2 separate regions of the Ovis aries genome follow, and region 2 is linked to region 1. A link is a contact called in public Hi-C data. All regions are on one chromosome and are shown on one strand. Each heading gives the region's core, a stretch centred on a gene start, on an enhancer-like site or on the middle of the called end of the contact. The rest is flanking DNA. Distances are from core to core; before and after follow the strand shown. Region 1 overlaps CTNNA1 (catenin alpha 1). Region 2 overlaps CTNNA1 (catenin alpha 1).

Region 1 (4,648 bases), core at 1,462-3,961:
CAAACATCCAGCTGGAGACTGGCTTAGAGGCAGGCAGTGTAAGCAGGGCAGGGGCTAGAACTGTAGTTTTGAGCTGATGATACCATGTTCCAGAGCCAAGGATAGGTGGACGTACTTAGCAGCTGAAATGTTACCTGTTTCCTGGTCTCCTAAACTACCAGGATGTAATCTCCCTGAAGAGAAGACCAGTGCTGGACTCAGATCTATCCCTGTTCTAGCTGGTAGCTTTGGGCAGGTCAACTCCTCTGAGTCTCTACTTCCTCAACTGTAAAATGAGGGGATTAAATAGGGAAATTTGAGAAGAAATGGGTAAACTGGGAACCGCAGTACAGAGCTTATCTGTCTTCTATCTTACCTGTTATCCTTCTTGTGCCCTGCCCTTCTGGGTCCCCCGAATGCTGATCACATAGGGAACGGTGCTCTCTTGCTCTCTTGTCTGCCTAAGGGGTCAAGATGCTCTGAGGAGCACCCCAGCCCTGTCCAGGAACAGCCAGACCTCTCAAAGCCCCGAAGAAGGGGTGCATAGACCCACATCTGTGTTGTTTTTCCAAGAATCCAAGGGAGTGGAATGACTTGAAGATAGCTGAGGTCACAGGAGACACTGTGGGATGCCGGTGTGGGGTCTCATTTCCTTCACTTTGCTCCAGAAGTCTCCAGAGTATGGATGTGCTGGGTTTTTCTCCTGTCTGGCCCTGGCCAGGTTGGAGGAGGAATCCCCACTGAAGATTGATGTCAGACTTGCCGTCCCCTCCCCCAGCCTCATGTTTGGTGATTTAAAGAAATTATTTGGACACAGGAGTTAATGGAAGTAGGTTGCTAGTGTGTGGGCGAATTCATCACTGTCTTCCTGCATTCTAAGAGCAGATCTGTCTTTCAGGGTGAGATATCCTAGAGTGACTTTCAAAAGTCTGAGAAATATAGGCTCTCTTGGAAGGGCAGAATTGTGGACAACTTGGGCAGGGATTTCAGGGAGCTGGTATGACTGCAGAGTGGCTGTAAGGACTGACTGGGAGGACTTTCCCTTTTGTTTCTTTACTTATGGGAGAAGGGAGGCAGAGGGTATTGGCATTGCTGGGAATGTTGCTGCCCCAGACCTATCCCCGCCCACCCCTAAGTGGGCTGTTCCTTGCAGTCCACTGCTCTGGGTGAGGAGGACTTCCTGCAGCTGTTGGTGGCAGTGATGAAACAGGTGGAGGGGAGGGGAGGTAAAAGGAGGGTGTTTGATGGAGGTCGTGCTCTGGAGGGAATGGGATTGCTTTCCTTCCTTGCATCCCCTCATTTGACCAGCTCAGCACTTCCTGGAGGTGGCATTCAGGCAGGGAGCTGTTAAGACCTAGTGCTGGAAGGCTTGGAGGCTGGGAGGTGGGCTGTGAAAGGGAACGTAATTATGCAGGTAGGGGCAGAACTCTCTGGCCAGGAAAGAACTGCTTCCCTCTCCAGCCTCACATCCAGCTAGGCCTTTCCCACAGTCTAAGCACCCATGAATCTGCCTGCAATTCGGGAGACCTGGGTTTGATCCCTGGATTGGGTAGATCCCTTGGAAGAGGGCATGGCAACCCACTCCAGTATTCTTGCCTGGAGAATCCCCATGGACAGAGGAGCCTGGCGGACTACAGTCCATGGGGAAGCAAAGAGCTGGGCACGACTGAGCAACTAAGCACAGCACGGGATGTACATGTTCATGCATGCTCACACACCGTTTAGTGAGAGTGCAGAGGTGTACCTGTGAACCATTTAGGGGAAAAAGGACTAGAGGCAGTCCTGAGGTTTGTTCTCTACCTCTCCAGCCAGTCAGAAGGTTTCTCTCAGACATTCACTTGGGTCTTAGCTGGTCATCTCTCCACCCCTTATTTTGCTCCTTCTTCTTCTCTGGGTTTCTCTGTGTCCTGTCTCCCCCGACCCACATACACACACCACCCCCCTCTGGCTTCCCTCTCTGTCTCTGATCTTGAAAACAGGAAGTGTTGGAAGAAGACCCTCCCTCCTAGCTGTCCCTATTTAGCATGCAGCAAGACAGATTTAAATTAGGTTAAAGAAAGAACTAGGAGTGGGGAGTAGTGGGTGGTCAGGACAAAAGGCAGCCACTAGGGGTGGGGTGGGCTGTGGAATCCTATAGGCTCACAGAATGTTGGAGCTAAAGAGACCTGAAGAATCTTCTAGTTTCTCCTGAGCTTACAGACATGGAGCCAAAGGTCTTTTTGGAAACAGCTATTCTTATTTGTATTGTCAGTGATAAATTTGGTCATGTCTCACTGGCATCTGAGGGAGTTTCTGGGGAGAAGCGGGGTCTCTCCTGTGTCTATCTCCCACCGCACTCTCACTAAGGTGATTCACCGAATGTGGCACAGCCTCTCTCTCTGGGGCACAGAGAAGGTGGCTGACTTTGCGCATGGAACCTGACTCCTCTCCTGAAGCCACGGACCCCTGCAGAGTGGACAGCCCTCCTCTCAGCTCTGGGCATGTACCAGAGCCCAGGCTGCAGGGCCCCGGTGTGTTGTCCTGCTCCCAGATAGCTCCTCTCTGGCTGTTCCCATACTCAGTGACTCCTGGGGAGATCCAGCTCTGACTTGGGTGGTGTGTGGAGACAGTAGCATAAAGCGTGGCCCCTTCTGCTGGAGCAACTAGAATGGGCTTTAACACGCCTTCCTTCTTCCACCCCAAACTGGCTTCAGACAAGCCTGGCAGCAGGGGGCACTCCTGGGTCATCCCAGGAGAGGATTCTAGGGACCATCTTCAGCCTGGACTCTGAACATAGTAGAAATTTTGTGTATCCACCTGTCATTCTGAGGGTGAACAGGGCAAATCCTTTGAGAGTTGGAAGTAGTCTTTTTCTAGCAGGCAGACAGAGACTTGAGAGAAAAATCGCTCTTCTAAATATTCCCTGAGACTCCTTGGGCTGACTTCTGCCTCTGGGAGATTAGTTGGGAGGGCAGGTCTCTATCTGGGAGCTGTGGCCAAGACCAAATGGGTCCCATTTTGGGGACAGTGTAACTCCTGGCCCCTTGCTAGTCCTTAGCAGCTAATAGTGGTTTAGCTGTCTTTGGGGAGCTGTATTTTCTTCAGAATGACTTCCAGATTAATCTGTGTTGCTAATACTCATGCCGTGTCCACTAGATTCTTCATCATGGTGGGGAAACGGGAGAGACTTTTTCTATTTTTCCCAGACTGAACACAGTCCTCTGTGACTATCCTGGACTTGTTTGGGAGTCTGATGGGGATGGGGTAGGAGATCTACAGGCTGAGAAGGAGTGCTGAGAAGATTGGTGGGGTGTGGCTCATTCCTGACCCATAGCTGACCCGGTTGAGGCTTTCTGGGCAGCAGATGCCCTGAGGAAAAGCCCCTAAGAAGAGACTTCCTAAGGACCCCTACTCCTACTTTCTTCCACTCATTTCCCTCAGATTTCCTCATCCACCACCCAGTCATCTCAAAGCCTCTTCTCTAGTAACAGGGCCTGTGTGAGTATTGACTTAAGGGCACAGGGATGGTAAAATGCCTGTATCAGTAGCTGTCTCTGTTCAAACAATGTGGGGAGGCCAGTATACGTGGCTGGTGGTAGAGGACAGGATTTCAGGTATCACTAGCAGAGCTGAGGTGGTGGTTGTTTAGTCGCTAAGTTCTGTCCGACTCTTTGCAACCCCATGGACTATAGCCTACCAGGCTCCTCTGTCCATGGGATTTCCCAGTCAAGAATATTGGAGTGGGTTGCCATTTCCTTCTCAAGCACAGGGCCAAACCTGTGAGTTTATTCTGGGGGAGTACAAGTCCAAGTCATCCTCAGAACTGATTTCTGACTTCAGAACCCCAAATCACTACTTTTCTCTACAGTCTGGCTATGCAGGAATTCCCAGGCCTTCAGGGCCCCGCTTCATCCCACAGGCCTCAGGGTGGCTATAAACATTAAGGCCGCAGTCCTCCAGGCTGTGGAGGAGGGGAGGGTAAGGAGAGTGGGAAGACAAGCCCAATGTAGCAGGCCCTGGCTCCAGTGTCTTTAGGGTCCAGAGAGCCCCAGCCCCACCTACCCACCACTGAGGGATTAATTCTCAAGCTCTTTAGGGCAGTAGAGATTAGGGACTGGGCCTGCTCCAGATGAAAATCTCCAGAGGCGCAAATTCCATAGCTTACCTGTAGCCTTTTTCTCTGTGTCTCCCAGCTCCTGGAACCAGGACATTTTCCTGAGGTTTCACCTAAGTTCTTCCAGCTGTAGTTTTAGCCCAGGCTTGAAGCTTGCAGCATATACTGGAGACCCTGGGACACCCTCCCATGCAGTTTGTGTGTGACTGAATCATGAGGTACAGATGTGCGGAAAGGGCTGAGTATGAGGAAGACTGCATCACAGACAGGCCAGTTCATGGGTCTCAAAGGTCAGAAGTGTGACTGGGCCCTAGAGGAGTGTTGATGTTTCCTGAGAGGAAGATGGCAAGTATTTGGGAGCAGTCTGCAACTGTTTGTCATATCTGAGATCTCCTTACGGAAATGAGGCCTCAGCTGGACCAGCAAAAGACAGGAACCTTTAAAAGGCATTGTAACTCCACCCATGTGTCTTTCGTTTATTCTCTTGTGTCCCCTACCCTAACTTGGTGGCTGACCTTTTTCCCTTCTAAATGACCATAACCCCTTTCCTTCAGGATGCTGATCTAGCTGGACATT
Region 2 (4,648 bases), core at 1,213-3,712, 260 kb after region 1:
TGTCTTAAGGAAAGCTGCTTTCTGAGCAGGAAGAAAATAGCCAGACAATGACCTGGAGACTGTGTTGCTCACCCACCGGCCCCATGCGTTGTGAGCCCTATCATGAGGGCTTTCTGCTGGTGGACTGCACAGTTCCTGGTGGTGAGAACATTCCCTTTCCCATTCTGGGTCAGCCCCTGCAGATCTTCATCCATTTCAGTGGCTGCCCAGTGCCCATAATTTATTACTCTGTTCTGGGACATTTTGGTTGCTCCTACTTTGCTATTATAGATGAGGTTAACGTGAACTCCTCATTCTGGGGTTCCCAATACCCAGGGTCAAGCTTTGTCTTTGAGGAAAAACAGTTCTGGTAGATCTTCCAAATCCAACTCCACGAGGCTTTTGCCTGCCTTCCAGGCTCTTCTCATGTTCCAGAGTTGTCCTGATGTCTTGGTCGTTTGTCTGAATACCACTGGCATCTCCTGGAGCGAGGGGCAAGGGACTGGGAATAGTGAACCTTGTCTTCTAATTTAGACTTTGGGATATAAAATCAATGAAATTGTTTAAGGGAAAGAAATTATCAAGGATTCTGAAAGATGGGCGTCTCTGCCTGTCTCTTCTAAACCTGGAATAAAGATGGTTATTCTTGGGGTGATTGCAGGTCCAGTTTCCAGGCAGTTGATCCCTGGGTAGTCTGGTCTCTTGAGTGAATGATGTGCAAAGCTTTTGGCACTGTAGCTGGCACGCAGTGAGCACTGGATGAGTGACAGATGCCAGCTTAAAATCGTCCACTTCTGGTGGGAGGCCTCCTCCCTCATTCAGCTGTTTTTGTTTGTTCCTCAGAGAATCACATTTTGGAAGACGTGAACAAATGTGTCATTGCTCTCCAAGAGAAAGATGTGGATGGGCTAGACCGCACAGCTGGTGCAATTCGAGGCCGGGCTGCCCGGGTCATTCATGTTGTCACCTCAGAGATGGACAACTATGAACCAGGAGTCTACACAGAGAAGGTGCTGGAAGCAACCAAGCTGCTCTCCAACACAGGTGCGGGACCCCTCCCTCACCTGTGCTCCTCACACACAGATGGCCCTCTGGTTAGGAAGTAGGACACTGGGGCTCAGTTTGGTTTTCGGACAAGAGTTCTGGAAGGTACATCGGATTTATGAGTCATTGGTCAGCCACAGTAAGACCACACAAACACGTTTCCCTTACTTGTGTCCCACAGGTAGTAATGGGAGTCGTTCTGAACTCTGAACTTCTGAGTTATATCTCTAGTTAGTGAACACACTAAATTAAGGAGAGTCCCATTCTAGTAAGGCCTCTAGTTAATCCCAATTCAAATTCTCAGCCATCTAAATCCTGTGTTCCAGAATCTGGCCAGAGACAAAGAAGAGGATTCAAGTCTTTGTAAAATATGGCATTTAATTTATTTGAACTATAAATACCTCTCACATAGGTAGAAGCAGAGGCTCTTCATCATACACTCTGCCTCTCTGCATCTGACTGAGGGATTTAGGAGGGCTGGTGGTGATGTTATCATCTCTCTTCTCCGCAGTCATGCCACGTTTTACTGAGCAAGTGGAAGCGGCTGTGGAAGCCCTCAGCTCAGACCCTGCCCAGCCCATGGATGAAAACGAGTTTATTGATGCCTCCCGCCTGGTGTACGATGGCATCCGGGACATCAGGAAAGCGGTGTTGATGATAAGGGTGAGTAACTGCATTTCAGATGTTTTAACAGCTTCCTTCTTATCATTTGCTAAACTTGAGCAATGCATCATTCTGGAACTCAACAGATGTGTTGGCAATATATTAAAACCATGAATCTAAGGGCTGTTAGGAAGAGATATGTTTAATTACATTGTTTAAAATGACTTTTAGTTGCAAGTTAGAGCCCAAACTTGGGCTGAGAAAAGGGGACCTAGTATGAATTGAGGCTTCCTCTTGAGTTAAAGGGCAGTGATAGAAAATAAAGGCTCCTCAGTGAATTTCAGAGAAGGGAATATTTCCTTTATTCAGGTTGAAACTGTTCTTTACATGGAGCACTCCTCACCTCAGAGGGGTGGCAGGCAGGCAGGGTACTAGAGCCCAAGGGTATTGAGGGGAAGGATGAGGGGCTGTGCAGCCCTTGGTGATGCTCCTGATCTCTAGGGCCAAGTGTCGAGCCCTCTCACCGTGGCTGAAGGGAAGTGCCACCTGCTCTGGGCCCCGTTTGACCCGTCCTCTCTGAGCCAGAGGCAGTTCTCAGCGTCTGAGGCAGTGTCTGGGGTCCCCTGGGCATGAACAGTAGGGTTTTGAGAAACCACCTCCTCCGTGATCATCCCGTGTCTTAGGCTGGGACTCACATAGCAGTTGATGCCTCACACGCTGTTTTGAACATGAATGTGTTGCTCTGGAAGTGGAGAGCAGGACCTGTGCCAAGCTCTCCCGGAGTCACCCCCAGGCTCGGGCCAGCCCTGCCGTAGCCACAGAGCCAGCATTTGGAAGGCAGGCCTGCTGAGTAGACGGCTGCTGGCCTCTGCTGACAGTCTAGTCTTGTCGGGAAGCTTCCGTTACACCTTCATGGTTTGCTAGTCCGACCGCCCAAGGCGGACGGGGTTCTGTCCCCCTTTTTACCCCCTCAGCTGGAAACAGAAGCCATTTCTAAGGTAGTTGCATCAGGCTGGATACATTCTGTATGCAACGTAGCAACATTTGGGCATTACTGCACTTCTCTCAGGGGTAAGGAGCAACAAGAATGGCTCAAGGACTGTATGGCTGGCTGCTGGGTGTTCCTGCAGGCCCGGGTCACCTGCACATACTGGGGGTTGGGAGGGGATCTGGGGGAGCCTGTTGCTTTGTTCACCCCTGCTGCTGTGCTGGAGAGCAGCCCATGCTCAGGGAGGCCTGGCCCCCAGAGGTGCGAAGGGGTCCCTGGGTCAAGCGCACCAGTGATGGCAAAACGCAGCCCTGTTTTTCCAAAGTTCTTTGCATGCGGACAGAGAATAGAAGAAACATTAATAATCATGAGTTGCTGAGTGTCTGAGGTTAATGCCTTTGGGGTTTTAAATGAGCTGGCACTGCACACACCCCAGGATACCTGCACATCCAGGGCCTGTTCTGTGGAAGCAGGGTTCCTCCTCACATCTGAGACTCTCAGCAAGTTCCCGCATCTCTCTAAGATGCAGATGATGGTGTTGGTAGCTTGATGGGATGAACTGGAGGTCAGGTCAGGGCCTGGCATGTAGTAGCTGTTTCTTGTGTGCTTACTGCTGTGTGGGATCGTAAGTACAAGAGGCCCTGGCAGGTGTGGTGAGATGGAACCTGGGTGTGGTCACCTGGGAGGGCTCAGGGAGCAAGGACGGGTAGGTCTGCAGCAGCCTTGGTTTAGTTCCTCCTTTTTGTCTTGATTTAATTCAGGAACCATCCTTCCAACCCAGGGCCTCTTGGTTTCTTGATGCCTTGTAGTTAGCCTCTTTTGCCTGGTCCTTGTCATAACCAGCATCCCCATCATCCCTTCCGTCAGCTGCTCCCTTTGGTTCTGTGACTTCCAACAATGCTTTGAGTCCATCAGGATATTCAGCCGGTTGGTCCTCCCCACTTGCAACCCTCCCTCAGCCTCTTGGGTCCTTGTCTCACTCCTATTCCAGCTTCTGTTTCATCAGTACAATCTATTTTGCACCCTTTTACTCCCCTTATTTGCCTTTCAAAATACAGCCCTAGTGAAATTCTGTCTTCTGCTGAACATGGTGCATAAAAGTACAGTCATCTGACTGGGGTCACTGGACCCAGGATGTCAGGGGACTGCTGGTGCTACACAGTCTGGGAACACTTCCTACCTTCCTGCTTGCCTCCCCTTTCCCCACCTGTGCCCCATCCTACCTGTCTGGCCCTGGTAACCGTTTCACTGAGGATCCTAAAAAAGTGAAAGTGAAGTCACTCAGTCACGTCCGACTCTGCAACCCTATGGGCTGTAGCCCGCCAGGCTCCTTCTCCATCCATGGGATTTTCCAGGCAAGAATACTGGAGTGGGTTGCAATTTTCTTCTCCAGAGGATCTGCCCGACCCAGGGACCAAACCCGGGTCTCCCACATTTCAGGCAGACGCTTCACCCTCTGAGCCACCAGAGATCCATCGTTCCCGAGGATCCTGAGGTGGTTTGAACATCTGCTCCTGGCTGAGCCTGTTCCCTGCACTGGGTCTCGTTCCCTGTTCCTCCAGCACTTTTCCCCCAGCAGACAAACATGCCTTAATTTCTCCCATCGGAAGAAAACTCGCTGGTCCCTCCTCCTCCATCTTCACAGCCTGGGACCACGGGTACACCCTGTAGCATAGATTCTCACCTGTCTCTTTTCTGACTGTGTTCATTCGCTTGGAGCATAAAGATGAGAGGAAACCAGTGAGAGGCTGACTCCCATGGTCCACTCCTCTAGCCACCCTGCTTGCTGCCCCTCGCTTGTCTGCCTCAAGCTTGTCATCCCTAAAGTGAGCTCTGCATCTCTGCACTCAGTTCTCTCATCAGTTGATGACACGTCTGTCTTCAGTTGCTTAGGCCCAAACTTTAGATTCACCTTTGATTCCACTTTTTGCCTTATACGCTGAATCTGATTTATCCGCAGATCCTGTTGCCCTACCTTCTTAATAAATAGGGATTCTGAACATGGTTCCTGCCCTGGTCTAGGGCACCAGCACC

The links. A called contact is a pair of places that touch in the nucleus more often than the background predicts.
Region 2: a contact with region 1 is called in a Hi-C map of hypothalamus, with 2.0 times the contacts expected there. The contact joins two enhancer-like sites. A contact is called at or near these places in 2 of 16 Hi-C or Micro-C datasets (hypothalamus and tail adipose tissue).

What each region holds. Positions count from the first base shown.
Region 1 is chr5:47,644,695-47,649,342 of ARS-UI_Ramb_v3.0, forward strand. All of the region lies in intron 4 of CTNNA1 (catenin alpha 1), which reads left to right. Among named protein-coding and RNA genes, the nearest start is that of TRNAC-GCA, 6.8 kb to the right of the region's middle. Within about 2 kb of position 2,712, at least 6 of the 54 cell types and tissues checked have an H3K27ac peak or open chromatin away from gene starts, as enhancers often do. A contact at or near this core is called in hypothalamus, where this site is marked.
Region 2 is chr5:47,904,664-47,909,311 of ARS-UI_Ramb_v3.0, forward strand. CTNNA1 (catenin alpha 1) reads left to right here. Exons shown (of 21, transcript XM_060415818.1): 15 at 823-1,023; 16 at 1,535-1,686. Among named protein-coding and RNA genes, the nearest start is that of LRRTM2, 52 kb to the left of the region's middle. Within about 2 kb of position 2,463, at least 12 of the 54 cell types and tissues checked have an H3K27ac peak or open chromatin away from gene starts, as enhancers often do. A contact at or near this core is called in hypothalamus, where this site is marked.